Regions from separate parts of the Zea mays genome. Here regions 1 and 2 are each linked to region 3. Evidence: chromatin contacts called from public Hi-C data. All regions are on one chromosome and are shown on one strand. The core of a region is the stretch at or near the end of the contact, and the rest is flanking DNA. Distances in the headings are between cores, read along the strand shown.

Evidence for each region. A called contact is a pair of places that touch in the nucleus more often than the background predicts.
Region 1: a Hi-C map of leaf shows a contact between it and region 3, with 5 times the contacts expected there. The contact joins the enhancer-like site here to the promoter of LOC103646582 in region 3. A contact is called at or near these places in 2 of 25 Hi-C or Micro-C datasets (ear and leaf).
Region 2: a Hi-C map of leaf shows a contact between it and region 3, with 4 times the contacts expected there. The contact joins the promoter of LOC103646581 here to the promoter of LOC103646582 in region 3. A contact is called at or near these places in 3 of 25 Hi-C or Micro-C datasets (ear and leaf).

What each region holds. Positions count from the first base shown.
Region 1 is chr2:73,966,915-73,971,167 of Zm-B73-REFERENCE-NAM-5.0, reverse strand. No RefSeq gene overlaps it. Among protein-coding and RNA genes, the nearest start is that of LOC103646581, 35 kb to the right of the region's middle. Within about 2 kb of position 2,282, at least 10 of the 20 cell types and tissues checked have an H3K27ac peak or open chromatin away from gene starts, as enhancers often do. A contact at or near this core is called in leaf, where this site is marked.
Region 2 is chr2:73,931,921-73,936,484 of Zm-B73-REFERENCE-NAM-5.0, reverse strand. It overlaps LOC103646581 (aldehyde dehydrogenase family 7 member A1), which reads left to right and starts at 1,988. Exons shown (of 6, transcript XM_035965297.1): 1 at 1,988-2,424; 2 at 2,508-2,672; 3 at 3,079-3,219; 4 at 3,328-3,425; 5 at 3,967-4,116; 6 at 4,291-4,521. The coding sequence starts at 3,145. The coding sequence ends at 4,333.
Region 3 is chr2:74,116,914-74,121,083 of Zm-B73-REFERENCE-NAM-5.0, reverse strand. It overlaps LOC103646582 (splicing factor-like protein 1), which reads left to right and starts at 2,214. Exons shown (of 2, transcript XM_020548336.3): 1 at 2,214-4,170. The coding sequence starts at 2,335.

The sequences.
Region 1 (4,253 bases), core at 1,033-3,532, 150 kb after region 3:
AAGGTGATCCTTGGAAGGACAAGGCAAGGTAGCACAAACTAGTAACCATTTCCCTATTCCTATTGGTTTATTTCCAATGGGGGTGTTTATTTGTTTGAAATGCATACGATACCACAAACTGTGTTATTTGTTTGAAACGTAGAGCAACTCGAAGCGACTCTATATCCTTCCTAATCTAAAAGATATAGATTTTTGTATAAAAATACCATCGACGGCTTATCTATATAGCTATCTAAATATAGCCATCTTCTGTTACAGGTTTCTCGCTAACCAAATATAGAAAACGTGAATGACTCTTTAGAGTGCAAATAAGATATAGAAAGACTGTTTAAATTTCAAAATATATAGAAAGTGGTTTTAATGCAAATGGCTCTTTAAATGATAATTTAGTGATTGACATTTAGAAAGACTCCCGCTTATTGTTAGCTAAACAATTTTTGAATTTTGTATTGTATTTTGTGCTCAGAATCTCAGTCTCTCTAGGACGCGGATCGTCAGACTTATGCGTTTTTGCTGCACCGGCTTGCAGAATAGCTGCATCCACCGTTCCCGACATCCAACGCTCCTGCCTCCTTAGCAAAAATTCATGGACTCCAATGGACCGAAATACTGGAAACAGGAACACAACCCATATAGGGCATGTACAACTCACATAAATGACCCGTATCTTAATGGGTATTAGATGGGTAAGTGCAAAAAGACATAAGAGGCGTATGTTGGTGAAGGAACGTCTCTAGCACGGTTCTCTAAGTCTAGATACGGTTCTACTCATACAACTCATATAAATGAACCGTGTCTTGAGAGGTTCTAGTGAATAGGATATACAAAGTTTAGATATATTGGATTGTATGAAGAGTTTATTAGAAATCAGGAGTAGGGAAATCAGTGGTTTTGTTGTTGCTGACTAAAAGCTAGAAAGTGTATTATTTTCACTGCCAAATTTACCAGAGTCATTTTTTTTGTTCTCTTTATAGATACAAAATGACGTGCAAACGCAAGCACCAGCCGAAAAGTGCATTTTGGAACAGCAGGAAAGATTTAGGAGAATATCCTGTCATCATCTCCTTGACACAACTATTAACGGTAATCTTTTTTATGCTACATTTGTAAATTGATGTTAATATACAGAGCATTGACTTACTATTTTCGTCTTTTTTCAGAGTTCAAGTATTCATCTTAATGCTGAAGAACTGTTGGCGTGATGAAGGTCATATTTAAGAGTAGTAATTTTGGATCATGCGTTGTAACGAAGGTGTTAGCTAATTGTTGATGCTTTTTTATTTTGTAACATATGGGGCAATAACTCAAGAACTTATGCATGAATTTAGCCATCGGTACCAGAGAATTTCCATATGAGATAAGAGAAAGCAGCAGCAAAACAGAGCAGTAGCGTCTGTTCTCTATCCAAGACTGACTATGCGTCTGTGTGTCTATTTTTTTTTTTTATTGTTTTGGTGTGGTAGACAGCTCAACCGTTGGATGCAAGGAACGGTTACAGTAAAAACGTCTAAGTCAGGTGATCCGCGCCCGTCTCTCCACGAGCTGAGATAAACAGATTTATCTTAAATTTCGTGTCGTATCTGAATTCCGAGAATCTATATGTTAACACAAATGAAGGGATTGTGATCGGACAGCAAAAGGGAAGCCAGGAGTTGTATTCTTTAGTAAAATGGGAAATTCAGAGAGAACAGTGCGGGAAGAAAGACAGCTAGACCTAGATGTAGAGGGAGTAGAGGAGCTTGAGGTAAAAGATGAACAAGAAGAATCCGTGGTGTTCAGAATATTTTTTCCATGATGCCCGCCTCTCTTTGTTCCTACTCTTTATAGTGCTTATTTTCAGCTAGTTGAGCCGGTGTGTACCATATGGCCATATGGGTCTAGTTCCTCTGGGAAGCCGAAGGAACCCTTCCTAAAAAGGATAGCTGACTGAACTGATTCGATGTCCCCTCCCAGGTATATATATGTCGAACAGATGGAAGAGGGTCTAAATTTCGTCGAAGTAAACTTGTTGTTGAGTTGTTCTTCAGTGCCCCGTCCCACTCCACATCGCAGATCCTTCTAGAAAAATTAACCCGGCAGATTCTTCTCGAGAAATCGGTTGCAGCGACCAAGACCGGTGAGGAGGAGCTTCAGTTCGGCTTCCACTATCGATCCTTCTAGAATTGTCACTCGATAAAAAGGAGCTAAGCAAGATCGAACGAGTGACCGTGGAGAAGCCTTTCACCACCACCTTTACTTTGATGACTGCTCCCTCCGCTGCACGCACGTCGCTGCAACCAGCCCAGCCGGTGCGAAATAGAGACGGGTCTCCATCAGAGCCGTGCGACGGAGACCAACCCAACACGTACAGGTACAGCCGGTTCCCTCTTGACCGCGTCTCTCGCCTCACGTCAATTACAATTACCATCCGCCTTGGGCTGGGAGACTTGCAAATCCAGTACTACAAATGTTCACACACACACACACAAAAAAAAAATCGTTTCAGTACACACAAGAGTAGTAGTTAAGCTGGTTTGGTTTGTTTGATGATCCTGCACGTGAAAAACGTTGCATAACATCGATGGAGGTTTGTTCGTATAAACACAGATTACTAGGTACACATGCATGGCACAATCCCTCGAAATGTCAAGGAATTTGAACTAACTCAAAGTTCATGCCCGGTTGAAGGGGGTTAGGTGCTTCATTTCCTGGTTACATGTTCCAACTTCCAACGGACGAGTGTTAGTTAGTTAGTTAGTTAGTTAGTTATGGCTGAAATGGAATTGGATCACGTGAAATTAGTGTTCATGTGCTAAACTGGGTTCAGATATGTGGGAACGTAAGCACCCTGGTTTGATGGACGCAGGACGCACTACAGGAAAACGCAATTTTTCCGACGGCCAACGCTATTTCCGACGGTTCTTAGGGTACCGTCGGAAATAGAGCTATTTCCGACGGCCCTACGGCGTTACTTCCGACGGGACCCGTCTTAAGCCGTCGGAAGTAACTACTTCCGACGGTTCAGGACTTATTTCCGACGGTTTAGGCCGTCGGAAACTGGTCGTTTTCCTGTAGTGACGCTACTGTAGATGACAGGACAAATACGTGGAAGATAGTCGATTTCGATGATCCTGACACGAGATCCTATTGGTACGTAAGCCTATATACATAATAACCTATCAGCCAGCGCCAGTACGTATCTAATCGATCCTATCTGATAGATGTGTGATACAGAGTGAGGTGTACATCATGGAGACATTTCATGACTGTAAGATGGATGCATTAATGTCGAGTTGCCTCTTTCATGAAGGGGCCCCGCCTACGGAGTTGTTGGGACTTATTCTCAAATGCTATAAATTAAGAACAAGACAACACAAAAAAGATATTAATAGTTAAAGTTCTTTGTCCTTCGAAACATTATTTCCCTTAAGATATAACGATCTTCGGACGAAGGTCATGAAGAACGTACTTTCATCATCTCAGTATGTATTAATGAAAGACAAAGCATATGAAACATGAGAAATAACATTAATAATCATATGATATTATTAACATATCTTCATTATATCATCATAAATAAAAATAATATTGAATTACATTCGTACCTTCGGCTTAACAGAAGGTAAAAATACAAGTGTGACGCACGAGCGAATACAAGTCAACATGAACAGTACGGGGGTACTGTTCACCTATTTATAGGCACGGGACGCAGCCCGGTCAAAATTACATTTATGTCCTTTACAACTAGTTACAATCATGACACAAATTATCATGGGTCGATCGGTCTTTTCCTTTTTAAGTCGGTGCAACCCTTCGTCTCAAGGCACGTCGCTATGCCGAAGCTCCCTGGATGGTAGCTTCGGCGTTACTTCTGTGTTGATCTTCCGAAGGTGTTTCTTCTTACAGGACCTTTGGCGACGAAGCAGACCCCCAACAGTAGCCCCTTCGCGGTGCTAGATCGTTTTTCGTAACGAGCTTTATCCATGAAAAAATCTCCAAGGCTTCGGGATGTCGAAGGTCCGAAAACACCTTCCTTGAGCTCGTTGCCGAGAAACGATTAAAATATTCCGAGCGTGAGGTAGCCCACCATGCGGCGGATACATGCCTCGCACCTCCCACGCGCTGAGTGGTCCACCGTTCAGTGGGTGCGGGTAACTGTTCAGCGGGTGCGGGCAGTTTGACGATTCACCTTCACACCTGCAGCACTATATAAACAGACGGGTAGGTGTGAAGTTACCACAGCATTCATTGCCATTGCACTGTTGTGCTGCTGA
Region 2 (4,564 bases), core at 739-3,238, 180 kb after region 3:
ACGACCGTTTCACGCCGGAGAAAGGCAGCAGCAGCAGCCAGCAGGCGAGTGTGATGGTGGTGGTGGTGCCTCGTTCAACCTTCGATTCAACGGACGGGCACGTGAGCCGCCGTCGCTGTCGTCCGACCGTTCCGTTTCCCCGCCACCGGCCGCGACGCCGGGTGGGAGCACCGGGTCAGGCGGGGGGGCCAGGCGGTGCTGGTCTCCGGTCCACTCTCTCCCGCCGGCCGGCCACCGCAGTCCGCAGACATGATTGCTCAGCACTCACCGGTCCTGGTTTAGTTGCCACGCCAAGGCAGCGCCGATCCACCACCACACACACACACACACACACTGAAAAGCTGGCTTTATTTCACCGCACCATCTGCGGCCGAACCAGCGCAATTATCTTTTTTTTCCCTATGCTTATTAAGCTAAAAAAAGCTTTTTCTATTCTTATTACCACACTACCAGTCCTCAAAGCAAAATGCACCTCACCTCAGCGAGACCTTAATTATTATCTGGTACGGTCAGGGTAGCAGCAGGCCAGGTCGTTCCTGCTTGCTTGCTTGCATGGGTGGACGACGGCATCATCTCTTCTGGTTCTGGATGCACCACGCCAGGCCAGATCCGCTGTCAAGTTGAGCTTAATTAAAACAACTGCCTTAATCACATCCATTTTAAAAGGCCCGTGAGAAGCTTCGACGGGAGGAGGACTGGGAAAAAAATCGAAGACTTAGCAAAAAATAAAATAAAATAAAGGGCCATCATTTTCCTTTTGCAGAGGCTGCTAGAAAACCAACGACGCTACGGTCAAAAGTAGATAAAGAAAAAAAAGGGCATAATAACATCGCGCCACTGAATACGTCTACCCTGTTTCAAAATGGAATATGTCTGCTTAACGTCGTCGGAGTACGTTGTTTTTCAGACGACTTGTACTGACGTGCATACCAACACTATATATAATTTCGTCGAATACCTTTTGAATTACGATCTGAGACGACATGCATGCACGACGCAGCTTCATATATATATAGTTTCATATAAACAATTCTGAGACAAACGAACACGAAGCAGCTAGTTTCCACCTGATATCTACAGTCCACACGGTGACACCTGACACGAGCATATGTCGTCATTGCACACACAAAATCCCACCCAACCCACGCATAGGCTCGTTATCACAGACAAGCTTGGCTATAAACGTAGGTAGATGTCTAAGACTATGTTTGGAAGCAACTTATACTATTTGCATAATGAATTTTAAAATAAAACGTATGATAGAGAATCACTACACGACGACACGACGGTTGATCTTTAGCGACCCTTATTAGATACCAACTGTTGGTTGCTAAAGGTTAGGGACCAACTGTCAGTCGCTAAATCCTTTTGTAGCAACGGTCGGTTGGTCGCTAAAAGTCTAGAAATTTAACAACTTATGGTTGGTCGCTATAGATGTCGTCGGGGACTAGCGGTGGGTCGCTATAGAGCAAGGATCACTATCAAATCCTATAGCCTGAACGTACCTGTATATGTTAGTGACTAAAAATTAATTAAAACAAGTAAACATTGATCGCTAAATTGTAGTAAAGGAAAAAAGAATTGTAGAAAAGAAAAAAAAAGAATTATGGAAAAGAAAATTGTAACACTATAAAAATCATAAAATAAAAATAATGCATTTAGTTATTAATGATATTTATAATAATCAATTTTATTTTAAGTGTTTGTTATGTATTTGCATTTGGAATAATTTTTTATTGCCCATGATTGATTTTTGGTTATTGAATAACATTTCTTCTTAAATAAAAATCCTAGTAAATAAAAATATAATAATTATTAGCCAAAAAATAATATTTTATTTATAAATAATTTTGGTTTAATTACTATGAATTTTAGGGTTATTTAAAAATGTATTTTAAATTAGAAAAGGAAATAAAAAAAAGAAAAAAAAACAAAACCTAACCAAATCGGCCCATTAAGGCCCAGCCCCACTCCCCTAACCCTAACCGGCCGTCACCCTTGCCCGCCATTAACTGCCTCTCCTCCCTAGCCCATCCGCGCGCCGTCGTCTCCTCCCCAGCCGGGCGGCCGCGTGCCGTCCCGTCCCCAGCCCATCCGCGCGCCGTCGTCTCCTCCCCAGTCGACCGGCCACGCGCCGTCCCGTCCCCAGCCAGCCACGCGCGCAGTCCGTCGTCCCGTCCCCAGCCACACGCGCGCAGTCTCCTCCCCAGCCACACGCGCGCAGTCCGCCGTCCCGTCCCCAGCCACGCACGTCTAATGGTTCAGCAACAAGTTAGTGCAAGATTTGGTAAATGCCTTCTTGAACTTAGCGGAAACAATGCCACCATTGTTATGGATGATGCAGATATCCAGCTAGATGTGCGATCTGTCTTGTTCGCTGCTGTTGGTACAGCAGGACAACGCTGCACTACATGTCATAGGCTGGTATGGTATTTTTCTTTTGTTTCTCTTTTCCGTATAGTGGTTCGTTTTCAATTTGTTTAATTGTCTTTCCCATTTTATTACAGATTCTTCATGAGAATATATATCAAACCTTCCTTGATCAGCTTGTTGAGGTATACAAACAAGTCCGAATTGGGGATCCGTTGGAGAAAGGCACCTTACTGGGACCACTGCACACTCCTGCTTCAAAAGAGAACTTTTTAAAAGGCATTCAGACTATCAAATCTTAGGTGAAGGTTAAAAGTAGTGTTACATTATCGGTTCCTACAATTATTTGAACCTCCATTACAATCTCACTGGATATAAATAGCTATGAGAATCATGTTATTCCGAGTTTACTGCCTTATTGGTATTCAAAGTTAAATGTACCCCTCTGATCACAAAAAAGTGTTTTGGACAAGGTTTGGTCAAACCGTAAAAACTACGAACATCAGTAACTAAATTATTTAGGTGAAGCATGTAAGTTATCTGTCTTTGTTCGAAATAATTGCAAGCATAAATTTGAAGGATATTAAGAAATTAATGGTAAAAAGATATGCATTGAAGTAAAATGTGACAAGTATTTTTACCTGGAGGAAGTATTATTTTATGTAAGCCGTTAAATTCTAACAATATAATTTGACATGTTTTATTCAGGGAGGGAAAATCCTTTTTGGAGGATCTGCCATTGAATCAGAAGGAAACTTTGTGCAACCAACAATTATGGAAATTACACGTTCTGCACCAGTTGTGAAAGAAGAACTCTTTGGTCCTGTCCTTTATGTTATGAAATTTCAGGTAGCATATAGTTCAATATTATGTTTTTTTTTGTATTTTGTATCTGTTCTAATTTCTACAATTGAGAACTACTGTGTCTAATATCCATGAGGTTTGTGTTTCCTACAGACCTTGAAGGAAGCAATTGAAATCAATAACTCTGTTCCTCAAGGATTGAGCAGTTCTATATTTACAAAGAGGCCAAATATTATTTTTAAGTGGCTCGGGTAAGTAGCTCAATGATATCGAGAATTTAATTAGTATTGAACAAAGGATGTCTCTGTATTTGTGGAAAGCAAATGCGAGCTGTATTGCTCATCCCTCTTTTGCATTAGATGCCTGTGTGGACAGTGTGGTGGACTGGTGGTACTGCATCGGTAGCATTCTAGTTTTTGCTTAATTGAATGGTAGTTATTTTGGTTTACAAGGTATATCTTAAGAAAGTCCGGTTCACTATTTTTCATTTTGGTTGGTATATTCACACAGCACACTATTCAGCTAGTCCCTTCTCTAGGACAAAAAATCATGTCTTTTTTGCGTGCCAATATCATATATTCAATCTGATAATATCCAGTAAAGCAGTAAGCTCAGCTGGAGTTTCCATACATGTCATAAACATTTAACCATACTCGGCCACAAAATAAACCCTATATAACATATTTTGAAATTTGAATATTTATTGCAAAAAGTTCTCATCTTTTGTGGGGTCCTTTGGGTTATATTTTTTGATTGCCAATAAGTCTCACTGTTTGTTCTCTTATTATGCAGGCCCCATGGTAGTGATTGTGGTATAGTGAATGTGAACATACCTACTAATGGTGCTGAAATTGGTGGAGCATTTGGTGGAGAAAAAGCAGCTGGTGGTGGACGAGAAGCAGGGAGTGATTCCTGGAAGCAGTACATGAGGAGGGCGACTTGGTAAGAGTATACACATTTTTGCTGTGAGTGCATTTGAAATGGTACTATATATAATCATTATTAGAGCAGTGCATAGTAAGGGTAGCAGGGTCGGGCCTAAGCACGTGCAACAGGTGCTATTTTGGAATGGATTTCTAAGTAGTCTACTAATGATTTGGGTTTTAATTTTGTCAGGAGGGAGGTCCTAGAGGTAGTAAGTCACTTGTTTACTCCATGATGACAATAGCAAGCAGATCACGGTGGTGCCTATGGATGCTACAACAAGAAAGATCAAAAGTTCTTTTGGATGGATGCAGCTAGATATTTTGTTTTGTATTTTCTCCAAAAGAGAAATTTGCAACGTTGTGAATGATATTATAATTGTGATGCTTTTGTGAATATATAATTGTGGTGCTTTTGTGTTTATGTGATGGATCTATGACTGTGGTATACTGATTAACTGTGTATG
Region 3 (4,170 bases), core at 965-3,464:
CGACATCACTTCGAGCGGTTAGGCTCTAATGAAGCACCGGGCTCTGATGCCAATTGAAAGTCGCCTAGAGGGGGGGGGGTGAATAGGGCGAAACTGAAATTTACAAATATAAACACAACTACAAGCCGGGTTAGCGTTAGAAATATAATCGAGTCCGAGAGAGGGAGTGAAAACAAATCGCAAGTGAATAATGAAGTGAGACACGCGGATTTGTTTTACCGAGGTTCGGTTCTCTCAAACCTACTCCCCGTTGAGGAGGCCACAAAGGCCGGGTCTTTTTCAACCCTTTCCCTCTCTCAAACGGTCCCTCGGACCGAGTGAGCTTTCTCTTCTCAAATCAACCGGGAGCAAAACCTCCCCGCAAGGACCACCACACAATTGGTGTCTCTTGCCTTGGTTACAAGTGAGTATGAACACAAGAAAGAATGAAAGAGAGAAAGCAATCCAAGCGCAAGAGCTCAAATGAACACGATAAATCACTCTCACTTGTCACTAGGGCTTTGTGTGGAATTGGAGAGGATTTGATCTCTTTGGTGTGTCTAGAATTGAATGCTAGAGCTCTTGTAGTAGTTGGGAAGTGAAAAACTTGGATGCAATGAATGGTGGGGTGGTTGGGGTATTTATAGCCCCAACCACCAAAAGTGGCCGTTGGAAGGTTGTCTGCTCGATGGCGCACCGGACAGTCCGGTGCACACCGGACAGTCCGGTGCCCCCTGCCACGTCATCACTGCCGTTGGATTCTGACCGTTGGAACTTCTGACTTGTGGGCCCTCCAGGATGTCCGGTGCACGCCGGACAGCTACTGTTCCTTGTCCAGTGTGCCAGTATGGGCACGCCTGCCATCTGTGCGCGCTGCGCGCGCATTTATTGCACCGCAGAGAGCCGTTGGCGCGGAGGTAGCTGTTGCTCCGGAGTCGCACCGGACAGTCCAGTGCACACCGGACAGTCCGGTGCACACCGGACAGTCCGGTGCACACCGGACAGTCCGGTGAATTATAGTGGACTAGCCGTTGGAGTTTCCCGAAGCTGGCGAGTTCCTGAGGCCGACCTCCCTTGGCGCACCGGACACTGTCCGGTGTACACCGGACAGTCCGGTGAATTATAGCCGAGTCGCCTCTGGGAATTCCCGAAGGTGGCGAGTTTGAGTCTGAGTCCCCCTGGTGCACCGGACATGTCTGGTGGCACACCGGACAGTCCGGTGCGCCAGACCAGGGGTGCCTTCGGTTGCCCCTTTGCTCCTTTGTTGAATCCAAAACTTGGTCTTTTTATTGGCTGAGTGTGAACCTTTTACACCTGTATATTCTATACACTTGGGCAAACTAGTTAGTCCAATTATTTGTGTTGGGCAATTCAACCACCAAAATTAATTAGGGACTAGGTGTAAGCCTAATTCCCTTTCAGAATTTAAAACTAATTTTTAGTCATGATATTAAGAATATTATGAAGTATAAGAATAAAAGTTTATATAATTTTTGTGTGCATTATTTTACCCCTGCAACAAAAAGATGAAAAAACATCTGAATCCGTATTTCGATAGATATCTAAATTTTATATCAATTATTTAGATTGAGAAGGAATTTGAGATTTACTTTTGATGAATATTAATAGACTCAATGCTAAAAATAAAAATAAGAATATAAATTTACATAACAAATTATATGTTATATATTTACAATCGACGAAAGAAGAAAAAAAATAACATTTGAATAAGTATCCAGATCAATCTCTAGTATTTTGGGAGCATGGCAAGAAAGGGAGCACAAATACGAACCGTTAGAGGCCTTTTTTTTTGTTTGTAAAACGTGTTTTTGGGATGTAAGGAACTGTTGAAGATGCTATGCTAGGTAAAGATCACATGGACTGTATAGGTTCTGGAATCGTGAAAAGAAACATAGGCTTTGTTTGGCACAGTCTATTTTAAGCTTTTTTCACAAATTTAAGCAGAAATTTTATTAAACAGACAGCTTCTATACCAGCTTATTAGTTCAGCAACTTCTCAAAATAAACTAAAAGCAGTCAATAAACAGAAGCTGATTTTTAACAGCTTATCAAATAAACTGCTTTTTCAATAAGCATCAGCTGTGCCAAATAAAGCCAATTGCTCATGGCCCATTTAGAAAAAGGCTGCATCTGGCCAACAAATTAACAGCCTGACTATTACCGAGAGTCCAGTCCGATCCGAACACAACCGTCTTTACAGTTACAGGTGCACTAGAACGCTGAGCGCACGCATCCCCGAAACCCCTAATTCTCCATTGATCTTTTCCCTTCAGAAAACAGAGCGAGTCCAATTCGAGACGGCTCTCCCCACATCACCACAGCGCAGCCGCAACCATGGCTTCCGCCGAAACCCTAGCCCGCTCCCCCTCACGCGAGCCCTCTTCCGACCTGACCCGCGCCGACTCTTCCGAGCCCCACCACAACATCGATGGCTCCGGCGCGGGCGCCGGAGACTCATCCCGCCGCCGCCGCCGCTCCCGCTGGGAGCAGTCTAACGACGACTCCGCCGCCAACAACTCCGGCGGCGAGGGCGGGACCGGGGGCCGGAAGCGCAAGACGCGGTGGGCCGAGGAGGAGCCGCGCCCGGCGATCGCGCTCCCGGACTTCATGAAGGACTTCGCCGCCGAGATGGACCCCGAGGTGCACGCCCTAAACGCGCGCCTCCTCGAGATCTCGCGTCTGCTGCAATCGGGCCTCCCGCTCGACGATCGCCCCGAGGGGGCGCGCTCGCCCTCCCCTGAGCCTGTCTACGACAACCTCGGCATCCGCATCAACACCCGCGAATACCGCGCTAGGGAGCGCCTCAACCGCGAGAGGCAGGAGATCATCTCGCAGCTTATCCGCCGCAACCCCGCCTTCAAGCCCCCCTCCGACTACCGCCCACCCAAGCTCCAGAAGAAGCTCTACATCCCCATGAAGGAGTACCCAGGCTACAACTTTATCGGCCTCATCATTGGCCCTCGTGGCAACACGCAGAAGCGCATGGAGAAGGAGACTGGTGCCAAGATTGTCATCAGGGGGAAGGGTAGTGTCAAGGAAGGGAAGCTGCTCCAGAAGAGGGACCTCAAGCCAGATCCCAGCGAGAACGAAGACCTCCACGTGCTTGTTGAGGCAGATACACAGGAGGCACTGGATGCAGCTGCTGGTATGGTGGAGAAGCTGCTCACCCCGGTGGATGAGGTGCTCAATGAGCACAAGCGGCAGCAGCTCCGGGAGCTTGCCGCGCTTAATGGAACAATTAGGGACGATGAATTTTGTAGGACATGTGGTGAGGCTGGTCACAGGCAGTATGCTTGCCCCAACAAGATGAACACATTTAAGAGTGATGTTCAGTGCAAGATCTGCGGGGACGGTGGGCACCCAACTATTGATTGTCCGGTCAAGGGCACTTCTGGGAAGAAGATGGATGATGAATACCAGAACTTCCTGGCTGAGCTTGGTGGTGGGAGTGCACCTGAGTCCATGAACAAATCTGGTGGTCCGATGTTGGCTCTTACAGGAAGTGGTGGTAGCGGTGGTGCTTCTACTGGAACTGGGAGTAACCCGCCTTGGTCGGCCGGTGGTGGTGCCGCTTCCACTGGGCTCAATGGTATCAAGAAAGATTATGACGAGACAAATCTTTATATTGGATACCTGCCACCTACAATGGACGATGCAGGTTTAGTCAGTCTGTTTTCGCAGTTTGGGGAGATTGTCATGGCTAAGGTGATCAAGGATCGAAACACTGGACAGAGCAAAGGATATGGATTTGTCAAGTATTCAGATGTGTCACAGGCCAATGCAGCGATTGCTGCAATGAATGGTCACCATCTTGAAGGGCGAGTTATTGCGGTTAGAGTTGCAGGAAAGCCGCCACAGACAGCACCAGCAGTGTCAGCACCCCCATCATATCCTCCTCCGGATCCTACTTCAGGTGGCTATTCCTCCCAGTCCTACATGGGGGCACCACCACCTCCTCCTCCAGGGAGTTATGCTCCAGTTCCTTGGGGGCAGCCGCCACCATATGCTTCATATCCTCCGCCACCACCAGGCTCTGGTGTCTACAGTCCTGCACCCCCTGCACCAGGTCAAGCTGCCCCACCTCCGTATGGGATGCAATATCCACCACCACCACCACCCCCAGCAGCTCCAATCCCTCCACCAGGCACTGCTCCATCAAGTGATGGAGCT